2 separate regions of the Mus musculus genome follow, and region 2 is linked to region 1. Evidence: chromatin contacts called from public capture Hi-C data. All regions are on one chromosome and are shown on one strand. The core of a region is the stretch at or near the end of the contact, and the rest is flanking DNA. Distances in the headings are between cores, read along the strand shown.

Region 1 (4,811 bases), core at 2,230-4,729:
AGCCTGTTCTGCCTCCTGTGGGGTGATTAAAAAAACAGAGTACTGTTTAGAGGACTCCAGCTTGACCAACGGGATGCTGTCAACTGACGCACGCCAGAGAGACACAGAGAAGGATCAGTACCCAGACCAGCTACATGGCACTGGGTGCCATCTGGGCTCCTTTACCTTCCAGTCTAGTGGCTTGTGGGACTTCAGTCCCATGCTTTATGTGTAAGATGGGGACGGTGACAGACACCTGGGAGCAGTGTGTGTGTGTGTGTGTGTGTGTGTGTGTGAAGTCACAGGGCTGGTGGCTCCCAGTGGCTGTCAGGATGTCTCAAGCTAGGACAGTATTAGTGAGGCTTGGCTGTGGGCCCGTTACTGTGGCTGGCACTCCTGGTGATTGTTCATCCTCACGTTTTGAGCTGGGGGTGGAGAAGGCAGTGGGCAGGTGGGTTATCACTGTGTGCTACAGCGGCTGGTGGTGGTGCCCTGGGGGAGGTCAGAGGCAGCCTTGGGCAAGAATCCCAGGTTCTCAGCAACTGGGACAGCTCTGCTCTGTTTCATACCCCGGGATGCGCTCTCATAAAATTTGGTTGGAACAAAGGTTTTGCTGCTGAAAAAAGAAAGTTCAAAGCTGCAGATCTGGGTCTGTCCTCACCAGGAGATAAATAAGCTGAGCCCCCGGAAGGCGCAGGCCACCCCAGGCCACTGAGGCCACTCTGCTCACAGCAGGGCAGGATCTGGAATGGCAGCTCCTGTGTGGTTTTCCTCTCATCTGGTGATAACCTGAAGAGTATTGTGGCCCCAAAGGACGCCAAAAGCAGGTTAGTCCAGGGGACGCCAGACACAACCTGGGCTTTGTCTTTAAGCTGCACTTGGTCTGCAGTGTTTACTCTTAAAATTCCATGTCAGGGTGGGGGTGTGGGGTGAGGCATGTTGGCTCAGCTGGGAAAGGTGTAGCAAGCCCAAAGGTCTCACGTAGTAGGAGAGAACAGAGAACTGACTCCTAAAACTGTGTTGTCCTCTGACCACCAAGTGCTTGTGGCACGCATGACCCCATGCAACAATAAACATATAAACAAATGCAATAAATAAAACAAACAAACAAATGAAATTAAAACAATGCACGCCAGGCTGGTGAGATGGCTCAGGAGTAAACAGCATTCGGCGTGCAGTTCAGTTTCCAGAGTCTCCATGAAGGCAGAAGGAAAACCTAACTCCATGATCGTCCTCTGACTTCCCCACGTGCTCTGTGGCTCCTATGCGCTTCACACATCACACACACATATTCACTCAAACACAAAACACTTATACAACTGCACTCAGAAACACACACAAGCATAACACCACACACACACTCACACACCTACATAAACACCTGCACACACTCATACACACCTGTATACACATACACAAACAGAAACACACACACTCTCCCATGCAGACTCACATACATAACACACACACAGTCTCATACATAACACATGTTCAGACATACATACACTGTTTACAAAAACACACAAAAATAAAGTTTTAAAATATTCAAGATCCATGCCAGCTGGGTGACCTCCCATGAACTGTGGACTCCTGGCTCCTCCTGGGTTCTTTGCATATACAGTGATGGCAGCTCTGTGTCCCCTTGTAGTGCTATGACTCAACAGCACTGTTCAGGGCCAACACCCCAAGGTACTAGCACAGCATTGGGGAAGGTCTACCTGCCTCCGACTCCTGATACAAGGTCTTACTGGGTAGCCTTGGCTGAGACTTAATATGAGAAAGGTTGCTGCTTGTTTTGCCTCTTGATATATTTTTCAAATTGTTATGAGATTTATTAATTTCGTTTTGTGTGTGTGTTGCCGGTATGTATGTATGTCGTATGTATGTATGTCTATCATATGTGTTCTCACTATCCAGAGGTCAGAAAAAGGTATTGGAGCCCCTGGAACTGGTGCTACAGATAGCCAAGAGCCGCCATGTGGGTGCTGGGAACTGAACCCAGGTCCTCTGCAGGCAAAGCAAGTACTCTCCAGTGATGAGCTATCTCTCCAGCCTTTAAATCTCTTGATCTTTATTTAAAGTAGAAAAATTAAAAAGCAGACTAAAGCTACCTCCTAGCTCTGGAAGACAAAGAGGTTCCTCTGTTGTGGTGGTTTGAATATGCTTGGCCTGGGGAGTGGCCCTACTAGTAGGTGTGGCCTAGTTGGAATAAGTGTGTCACTGTGGGCTTGGGCTTTAGCTGCCTAGAAGCCAGTCTTCTCCTAGTAGCCTTCAGATGAAGATGTAGAACTCTCAGCTCATCCTGCACCGTTCCTGCCTGGACACCACCATGTTCCTGCCTTGTGAACCTGTAAGCCAGCCCCGATAAAATGTTGTCCTTATGCCGGGCGGTGGTGGCGCACGCCTTTAATCCCAGCACTTGGGAGGCAGCGGCAGGCAGATTTCTGAGTTTGAGGCCAGCCTGGTCTACAAAGTGAGTTCTAGGACAGCTAGGGCTAGCTACACAGAGAAACCCTGTCTCGGGAAAAAAAAAAAACGTTGTCCTTATAAGGTTGCCTTAGTCATGGTGTCTGTTCACAACAGTAGAACCCTAACTAAGACATCTGTGTTGAACTCAGTGAGCCCAGGTTCTAGCTCATTTTATTTCCTGGCATTACCTGAGACACCAGGGCCCAGCCTCCTTCCTGCAGGGGAGGAACTGCAGCTCAGGGAACGGCCTTGTGGGTGTTATAAAGTTTCAGGACTGGAGCTCACAGCCCCCAAGCTGCTGAGCCGCCTCCTGCCATAAGTCAATGGTGTCCAAAGTCCCCCAACACTATTATGCAACTTGACCAAGAAAACAAAACAAAACAAAACAAAACAAAACAAAACAACAAAACCAAGCCTCAGAAGAGAGGCTGTCAACTGCACATCCCTGTAGAGTCCATTGGGCAGGCTCATGATTAAGGCAAACCCAGCAGGATATGATGTCTATGTCACTGAGGGCCTTGGAGCAGAGAGCTGCTCCTTATAGCACCTGCACACATCGTGGAAGCCGGCTGCCTCTACGTGCCCTGGGCAGAATTAAAACATACACCAAAGAGCTTACTGAGGCCTGTCCAGGTCTTCAGGATGGAGCTGATACTCTGTGCTCAAGCCTGTGGCAATGGGAGCTGGTACAGTGGCCTAGTGGCTGTCCTGTGCTGCTTCATGCTACAGAGGTTCTTCCTGCTGCCTTGTCCCTTTTGGCTCTGAGACTCCACCCCTATTCAACTACACACCAGATAACTAGTATGGGCATGTCCTGTCCCAATTCCTTCCAACTCAACCATCCCAGGCCACATGGCATCTTTCCTAGAGGCCCAGCCTTCCTCCAGCAGGAAGGGTGACCGGGATCCCAATGGTTCACCTTCCACTATTCTGCAACAGGTCTCAGAGCTTGCTGACCCAACCTACTCTCTGTCTTGACTCAGCCACTCTCTAGCATCTGAGCCCCACCCCTTCCCATTCTGCCTGTCCCTGCCCTACCTCCGCCTCTGCTCACTCCTGTACCTGACAAAGGATGCTTCCCAGGTGCAGGTCTCTCCACCCTAAGCCTCCCCAGGGCTTCCTACCATCTACTGCCTCATGCCCCATACCTAAGAAGGCAGCTGAGCAGCCTAATAGCACCAAGGTCAGACAGCAGGGCTTCCCAGGAGCACCCTCTGTCCCTGCCCAGCTCCCCACCCTGTGGCTTGGCTACTCTTAAGAACATACTCCTGGGGTTGGAGTTCAGTGGTTAAGAGCACTTGCTGCTCTTACAGTGAACCCAGGTCCAGTTCCCAGCACCCATGTGGTAGCTCACAATCATTTGTATGTAACTCCAGTTCTAGGGGATCTGATACCCTTTTCTGGTCTGAAGGGTACACTTAGCTTCATGCCAACACAGAAAGCTAAAAAAATAACAACAAAGTCTGCTTCTAAAGACTGCCCAGCCTTCCTTCTCTGCTGTGTTCCTTTACGGAAGTGCCCAGCTACTTTATAACACCACCAACACTCTACCACAGACACGTGTGCTGTGTGTATGGTGTACGCATGTGCATGCATTCATGTGCATGCGTATGTACGTAGGTATGTGTGTACACATGTGTGTGGAGGCCAGAGGCTGATGCTGGATGTCTTCCTTTATTGCATGTCACCTTTAAGGTGACATGTTCTCATGTCTGTCTCACCCAGCTAGCCATCTGCAGGGCAGTGGCTCCGTGAACGAGTGAGCGAATGCGGTGAAAGAGCGGCAGGGCCTCTTGGTTCCTATGAGCTCAGGGCCCAGCAATTTTCACATCCAATACCTACAGCTTCCAGTGTTGCTACCAGTCACACCACGGCCACACAGGCCACAGCAGTCACACCAACAAGGCAGACACAGCAGTCACACCACGGCAGTCACACCACAGCAGACACAGCAGTCACACCCCTGCCATAGTAGCCCTAACACTGCTGGTAGTTAGCAAGTCAGGCCCTGTGCCACTCATCTAGACAAAGTGCCAGGATGGGCCTCAGGCTGTAAACACAGGGAACAGCACCCAGAAAGGACCAGGGCTGGTTTGAGAGCTCAGTTGATGAGCAGCAGAGCTAGAATCTGTGTCTCTCACTGCTTCATTATTAACTATGAAATCTATTTTCTATACTTAGCAGCCCCCCAGAGTCGCATGCAAGAATGAGAAGATTCTGTCTGTCCCCTTCTTGTGACCAGTGGTCCTGGAGGAGTCAGAAGTGCGGTTAACAGTGCAGTCATGTTTGCTCTATGCAGTGGAAGCCGTCCTCTGTGGGTGTGTACACACCACGGTCATCATGCCTCCCGATGCATTTGCTGT
Region 2 (5,340 bases), core at 376-2,875, 65 kb before region 1:
AGTCTGATAGAGACAGCCCCCTCTCCCGGGGACATCTTGCAGGGACCCCGGCCTGCTTCTATCCACCCCTGACCTGGTCTGGTGTAACCCACTCCCCACCACACTGCCTCCCTCCCTGGCCTACAGAATACACTGGGTCCTGCATGTAGCTGGCACCCAATGTGGAATCACAAATCAGAACAGGGAGGAAGAGAGCTAACAGGAAGGTGTGGGGAGAAGATGGAGGGTCGGCTCATACAGGTGGGATGCAGGGTAAGCTAAAGGGACGGGGAGAGAGCTGGAAACACACAGGGGCGGTGGAGGAAGCACATGCAGAGAGCAGCCCCCAGCCTCAGCGAAGCATCCCCCTCTACCTGGCCTCGGTACACACCTGACATCCACCTTCCTCCTAAGGGCCAGCGAGAGAGAAGCAGAGAGAAGGAGAGGCTGAGGTGCGAAGACAGGGCCCAGGACAAGGGAGGATACTGGTTGGGGTCTAGGGAGGGCCGCCACCCACCAAGAGCAGAAGCAGCCCTGTAGGCTCTGCACCGCCCTCTGCCGGCAGCTCTCGGTAAGACAGACCCACGCTCCCAGTGCAGTCCCCGCCAGGCCACTCACGTGTTATTGACAATCTGCAGCCGCTCCCCTTTCTTGAAGGACAGGTCAGTCTCTGTCCGTGACTCATAGTCATAGAGGGCCACAAAGGTGGTCACCCCACCTGCAGAGAAGGATGAGAGGTGTCAGAACCCTGCAGGGGCTGGGTCAGGCGCCGTTCTCACTCACCAGCCTGTCCCTGGGAGGAAGCTAAGTACGCTGTGCCTTCCTGCTGGGCTGCAGACTAGGTGTTCCTTATCTAATGAGTCTATTGACACAAGCAGAAGTCCCGTCCCCGTCCCCGTCCCCCCCGTCCCTGTCCCCCCCCCCCCCCGAGATCAGGCTCCCTTGCTCTGCACTCAGGGGCAGCACACAGAAGATGCCCCAAGCCCCACACTTAAGGGACTCTGCCTGTGTGTGTGCCTGGCAGCTCGAGGTTTCTGGTCCAAGTTTCAGGACCCTTCCCCTGATTCTCCCCTCACCCACAGCTGCTCCGTGGAATCCTGCATCCCACCCTCGGTTGCCCGAGGCTCCACAAATGCTTCTCAAATGATCGAATGGGTGTGTGGCTGCATGGCGGGAAGTGGGCTGCCCGTCCAAAGGTCTCACCACAACCAAGTTCCTGTGGTGGGATGTGGAGCTGGGAACCCCTACATCCCGTGTCTGCATTCTGCATGCAAGATGGTAGACAGGCCCATCTGAGGGGGCGAGGTTGTATGCACACCTGTATCTGTGTGTGCTCTGGCCCAGGTGTCTCTAGGAATTGTTGGTGTCTCCACTCAGTGTGGGTTCATGCCCAATGTGGGCATATAACATGGTTGAGTCTGGGTGGGATTTGTACGTGTAGGTGTGCAGCCATGCGTGTGGCTCTGTCTGAGCGTGGGATTTGCACGCATGGGCGTGCAGCCGTGAGTATGGCTCCGTCAGAGTGTGGGATTTGCACGTGTGGGTGTGTAGCCATGCATGCAGGAGCGTGAGTCACCCCGCTCAGCTCCTGGGCGGCAGGGCTGCCGCACCACACAGCGCCAGCAGAGGGCGCAGGGGCGCACTCGGGCCATCGCACAGCAGAGCCAGGAACAAAGGCTGGGCGGAGGCGGCAGCTAGTCCGTGGCGGTCCATCCCCTGAGGGCCTCAGGGTCCCCTCCCCTACAACCCTCTCCTTCAGAACCCGTTATATACTCTGAACCTGGGAGCCCGAAAGCGCCAGGAGCCCCGCTTTCCAGTTTACGAATCCTTCCCCATTCGCAGCCTCGGGAAAACCGAGTCCCCAGAACCCAGAGAGGGTGCACCACAGCTCAGGGACACACAGCAAGGGGGAGGGCTGACCTGCCAGAGGCCCCGCCCTCTGCGGGGAGGTGACGGTGTCCGAGGAGTTGAAGCCTCCGAAGAGCTTGGGCTCGGCCGCGGGCGGCACGAAGGCGGCGCTGGGCCCGCGGTGGCCGTCGGCGGAGGCGGGCTTGCTCGGTGTCTGTGAGGCCGGGAAGGCGCCCCCTGCCCCGTGCACGTTTTCCGAGGGCTCCAGGCTGCGGCGCCGCTGGCTGGCGTCCTTGGGCTTGCTCTTGTTGCTGCCCATGGTCCTGGCTAGGGGCGACAGAAATCCCCGAGGTAGAGGAGAGCCTCTGGGAGGAGACAAGCCACCCCACCCACTTATCGGATAGGGAAACTGAGGTCCTAAGAAGGGGACTAGCCACCCTGGGAGGACTCGTCTCATTACACCTGTCAAATGAATTGCTGGCACCTTAGGACACAGCTATGGAGAGAAGACATACCAGTCCAAAGTCCTGACTGCTGGACCCAAAGTCAGTTTCAGTCTTTCTTAGGCAGGGACACTTGAGTCATATCTATGTCCCCAGCACATAGGAGGGGCTCATTTAAGGATTGCTGAATGAATCCATGCCTGACAAGTCGTCTAACACTGGGGGAAGGTGCAGTACAGTACGGTGGCTTGAAGAAGGGATGGCCAGGCCTCCTGGTCACAGGACCTTTGCAAACACTATTCCCTGACAGCTTCACCTCCCAACTCAGTTTCCTTCAGCTGTCAGCTCAAAGTTACTTCCTGGGTCAGGCAGATGGCTACACAGGTAAAGGCACCTGTCACAGACACTGCTGACCTCAGTTCAATCCCCAGGACCCACATGGTGAAAAGAGGTGGACTGGGGCTGGAGAGGTGGCTCAGCAGTTAAGAGCACTGACTGCCTTTCCAGAGGTCCTGAGTTCAAATTCCAGCAATCACATGGTGGCTCACAACCATCTGTAACGAGACCTGATTCCTTTTCCTGATGTCTGAGGACAGCTACAGTGTACTTACTTACATATAAATCAAGAAAGAAAGAAAGAAAGAAAGAAAGAAAGAAAGAAAGAAAGAAAGAAAGAAAGAGGGAGGGAGGGAGGGAGGAAGGGAGGAAGGGAGGAAGGGAGGAAGGGAGGAAGGGAGGAAGAGAGGAAGAGAGGAAGGAAGGAAGGAAGAAAGAAAGAAAGAAAGAAAGAAAGAAAGAAAGAAAGAAAAAGAAAGAAAGGAAGGAAGGAAGGAAGGAAGGAAGGAAGGAAGGAAGGAAGGAAGGAAGGAAGAGAAACTTCAAGTCACATCCTTTAGGAAGGGGTCCTCAAATTCTTTCATGAGCCCCCAAACTACTGTACCCCCTTGGTTATATGTAGCCCCCTCTTCTTTTAATTCATGAATTGCTCCTGGTATGCACGGAGTGAGGTATACAGCAGGTGCTTAACAAACAACCAAATGATGAGCAGGGGGAGCAAGTCTGAGAGGTCCAGGGACCTGGATACACAGAGGGACCAAGTGAAAGGCCCCATGCCACCCGATGCCTGCTACCTTCCACATCCGTGCCCAACCCAGGAAGCTGGGCTGGGGCTCCCCTCTCCCATCTCTGCTCACCTGATAGGTAGCAGAGCTACCCCAGTGGATCTGGGGAGCAGACTGGGGCCTTGGTGCAGACACCAGCTGTAGTATCCGGGGTCTTGGCCTAAAGACCCTGTTGCACCTCTCCTGCTCCGTGTCCCTAGGCAAGCTGCTCCCTCTCCCTGGGTCGCAACATCCGCACCTGCAGAGATGCTGTGGGGTGTGGACATGAAAACCATTAGAGCTCTCACACACTCTCACACAGAGGATCAGGATCCCGCCAAAATGCCCTTTGACCTTCCCAAAGATCCTGTGAGTGAGAGGAAGTCAGATGGACGGCAGTTTGGAAGGCTCTGGAGCCCAATTCCCAAGTTGTACACTGGTGTGGCTATCGTCCCCTGTACCATGTCTTTCCCTTATGTGACAGAGCCATGACAAGACCAAATGGGGCCAAAGTCCTGCACACTAGCAGTCACTGGAATGTGTTCTGGATGTGCCACCAGGGGTTGTGGAGGAACCAACCACTCTTCTGGGCTGCAGGAGGCCTTGGCACCAGATCTCTCAAAGAAAGAACCCTGACAGGGGGCTGGAGAGATGGCTCAGTGGTTAAGAGCACAGACTGCTCTTCCAGAGGTCCTGCGTTCAATTCCCAGCAACCACATTGTGGCTCACAACCATCTGTAATGATATCTGATGCCCTCTTTACATAAAATAAAATAAATAAATCTTAAAAAAAAAAAAAAAGAACCCTGAGAGGAACAAGACTCTTCAGTTGTACTCGGTAGCAAGCTCTGTGGCTCCTACCCATGGGGACCCTGGTGTAGCAGTCAGTCCTATACCCTCAGAGCTGCAGACTGGGGTGTGGCTTAGGATGAAGCCCAGCCTCAGAGAATGTGGGCTGGGGAGACCTGCCCAATGGCTCCAGGGGTCACTAGATATTCCTGAGGGTCTGTCCAGCAGTGGGCATTCAGGGAAGTCCTGTTTCCATGGTAACCCATCCCTCAGGTCACAGTGCCCATCAGCACTGTCCTGAGACCTCTGCTGACAGATGGGTTTCCCCGCAGTCCAGTCCATCCACCCCACCTCCTTGAGGCTGTATAATTCCTGAACATCGGGTCCTTGACTTCAGAAGGACACTGAGAAACCATAAAAAATATGAAAACAGATTTTAAAGTGAAACCTATTTACAAGATACAAAGAATTACTTTGCAAGAGCTTTCTCTAGAATGAACAAGAACAAAACTGTACATGGTGTGTCCCCTGTCGCTGGAGGGAATCAAGAATGGGCTCCCTGCCTGAAGAGGGAGAGCCAGACCTGAAGATATGTGCACATCTTTTGAGGATACAGTCCCTGGGCTTGAGACCTTACACCAACCAAGGGAAGCAGGTACCTCCCCAATACACAGAAGGGTAAAGTGAAGCCTTTAAGGAGAAGCCAGAGGTACCAGGGCCATGGCTACAATGCTGGCTTGTGGGGGCTGGGGGTAGGAGTTGTCTGTGGAAGAGGTCTGTGGCTAATACCTGCCATGCAGACCCAGGGTGTTTGAAAAGGCGGCTAGGTCAGGGGGCAGCCCAGGAGTGGCTGCAGCAGACATTCCTCTGCACCTTCAGTGTGAGGGTGGTCAGAGACACGGGACACATCAAGGGATTGTGGGAGAGTAAAGGAACCCTCAGCCACACTACCCGAGTCTCTCTCCAGCCAAGAGTCAGGAATCCCAGCACATGCAGTGGATCCTGCCGATGTAGGTAAGATTCCTTCTATACAGGGGTATTTCAAGTAAGGACCAAAGTTGGGCCAGCTAGATGGCTCAGCCAGCAACGGCCCTGTGGAGCCTGACAACCACAATGAAGAGGGACCCAACTCCCCAAAGTTGTCTTCTGACTTCTACACATGCTGTGACATGCGTGTGCGC

What was found. Capture Hi-C pulls out chosen DNA fragments and counts their contacts.
Region 2: a contact with region 1 is called in a capture Hi-C map of embryonic stem cells, with 2.3 times the contacts expected there. The contact joins two enhancer-like sites. A contact is called at or near these places in 2 of 15 datasets of contacts at CTCF or cohesin (embryonic stem cells and pro-B cells), 21 of 484 Hi-C or Micro-C datasets (the G1E-ER4 cell line, the HPC-7 cell line, cerebral cortex and 9 more), 18 of 115 datasets of contacts at active chromatin or transcription factors (CD8 T cells, Th17 cells, bone marrow-derived macrophages and 10 more) and 3 of 9 other capture datasets (adipose tissue, embryonic stem cells and liver).

Annotation. Positions count from the first base shown.
Region 1 is chr2:157,391,114-157,395,924 of GRCm38.p6, reverse strand. Manbal (mannosidase, beta A, lysosomal-like) reads right to left here. Exons shown (of 3, transcript NM_026968.3): 3 at 1-15. Among named protein-coding and RNA genes, the nearest start is that of Manbal, 26 kb to the right of the region's middle. Within about 2 kb of position 3,479, at least 19 of the 459 cell types and tissues checked have an H3K27ac peak or open chromatin away from gene starts, as enhancers often do. A contact at or near this core is called in differentiating embryonic stem cells and embryonic stem cells, where this site is marked.
Region 2 is chr2:157,453,891-157,459,230 of GRCm38.p6, reverse strand. It overlaps Src (Rous sarcoma oncogene), which reads right to left. Exons shown (of 15, transcript NM_009271.3): 3 at 3,464-3,640; 4 at 1,900-2,154; 5 at 598-697; 6 at 371-388. The coding sequence starts at 2,146. Among named protein-coding and RNA genes, the nearest start is that of Src, 32 kb to the right of the region's middle. Within about 2 kb of position 1,625, at least 170 of the 459 cell types and tissues checked have an H3K27ac peak or open chromatin away from gene starts, as enhancers often do. A contact at or near this core is called in differentiating embryonic stem cells and embryonic stem cells, where this site is marked.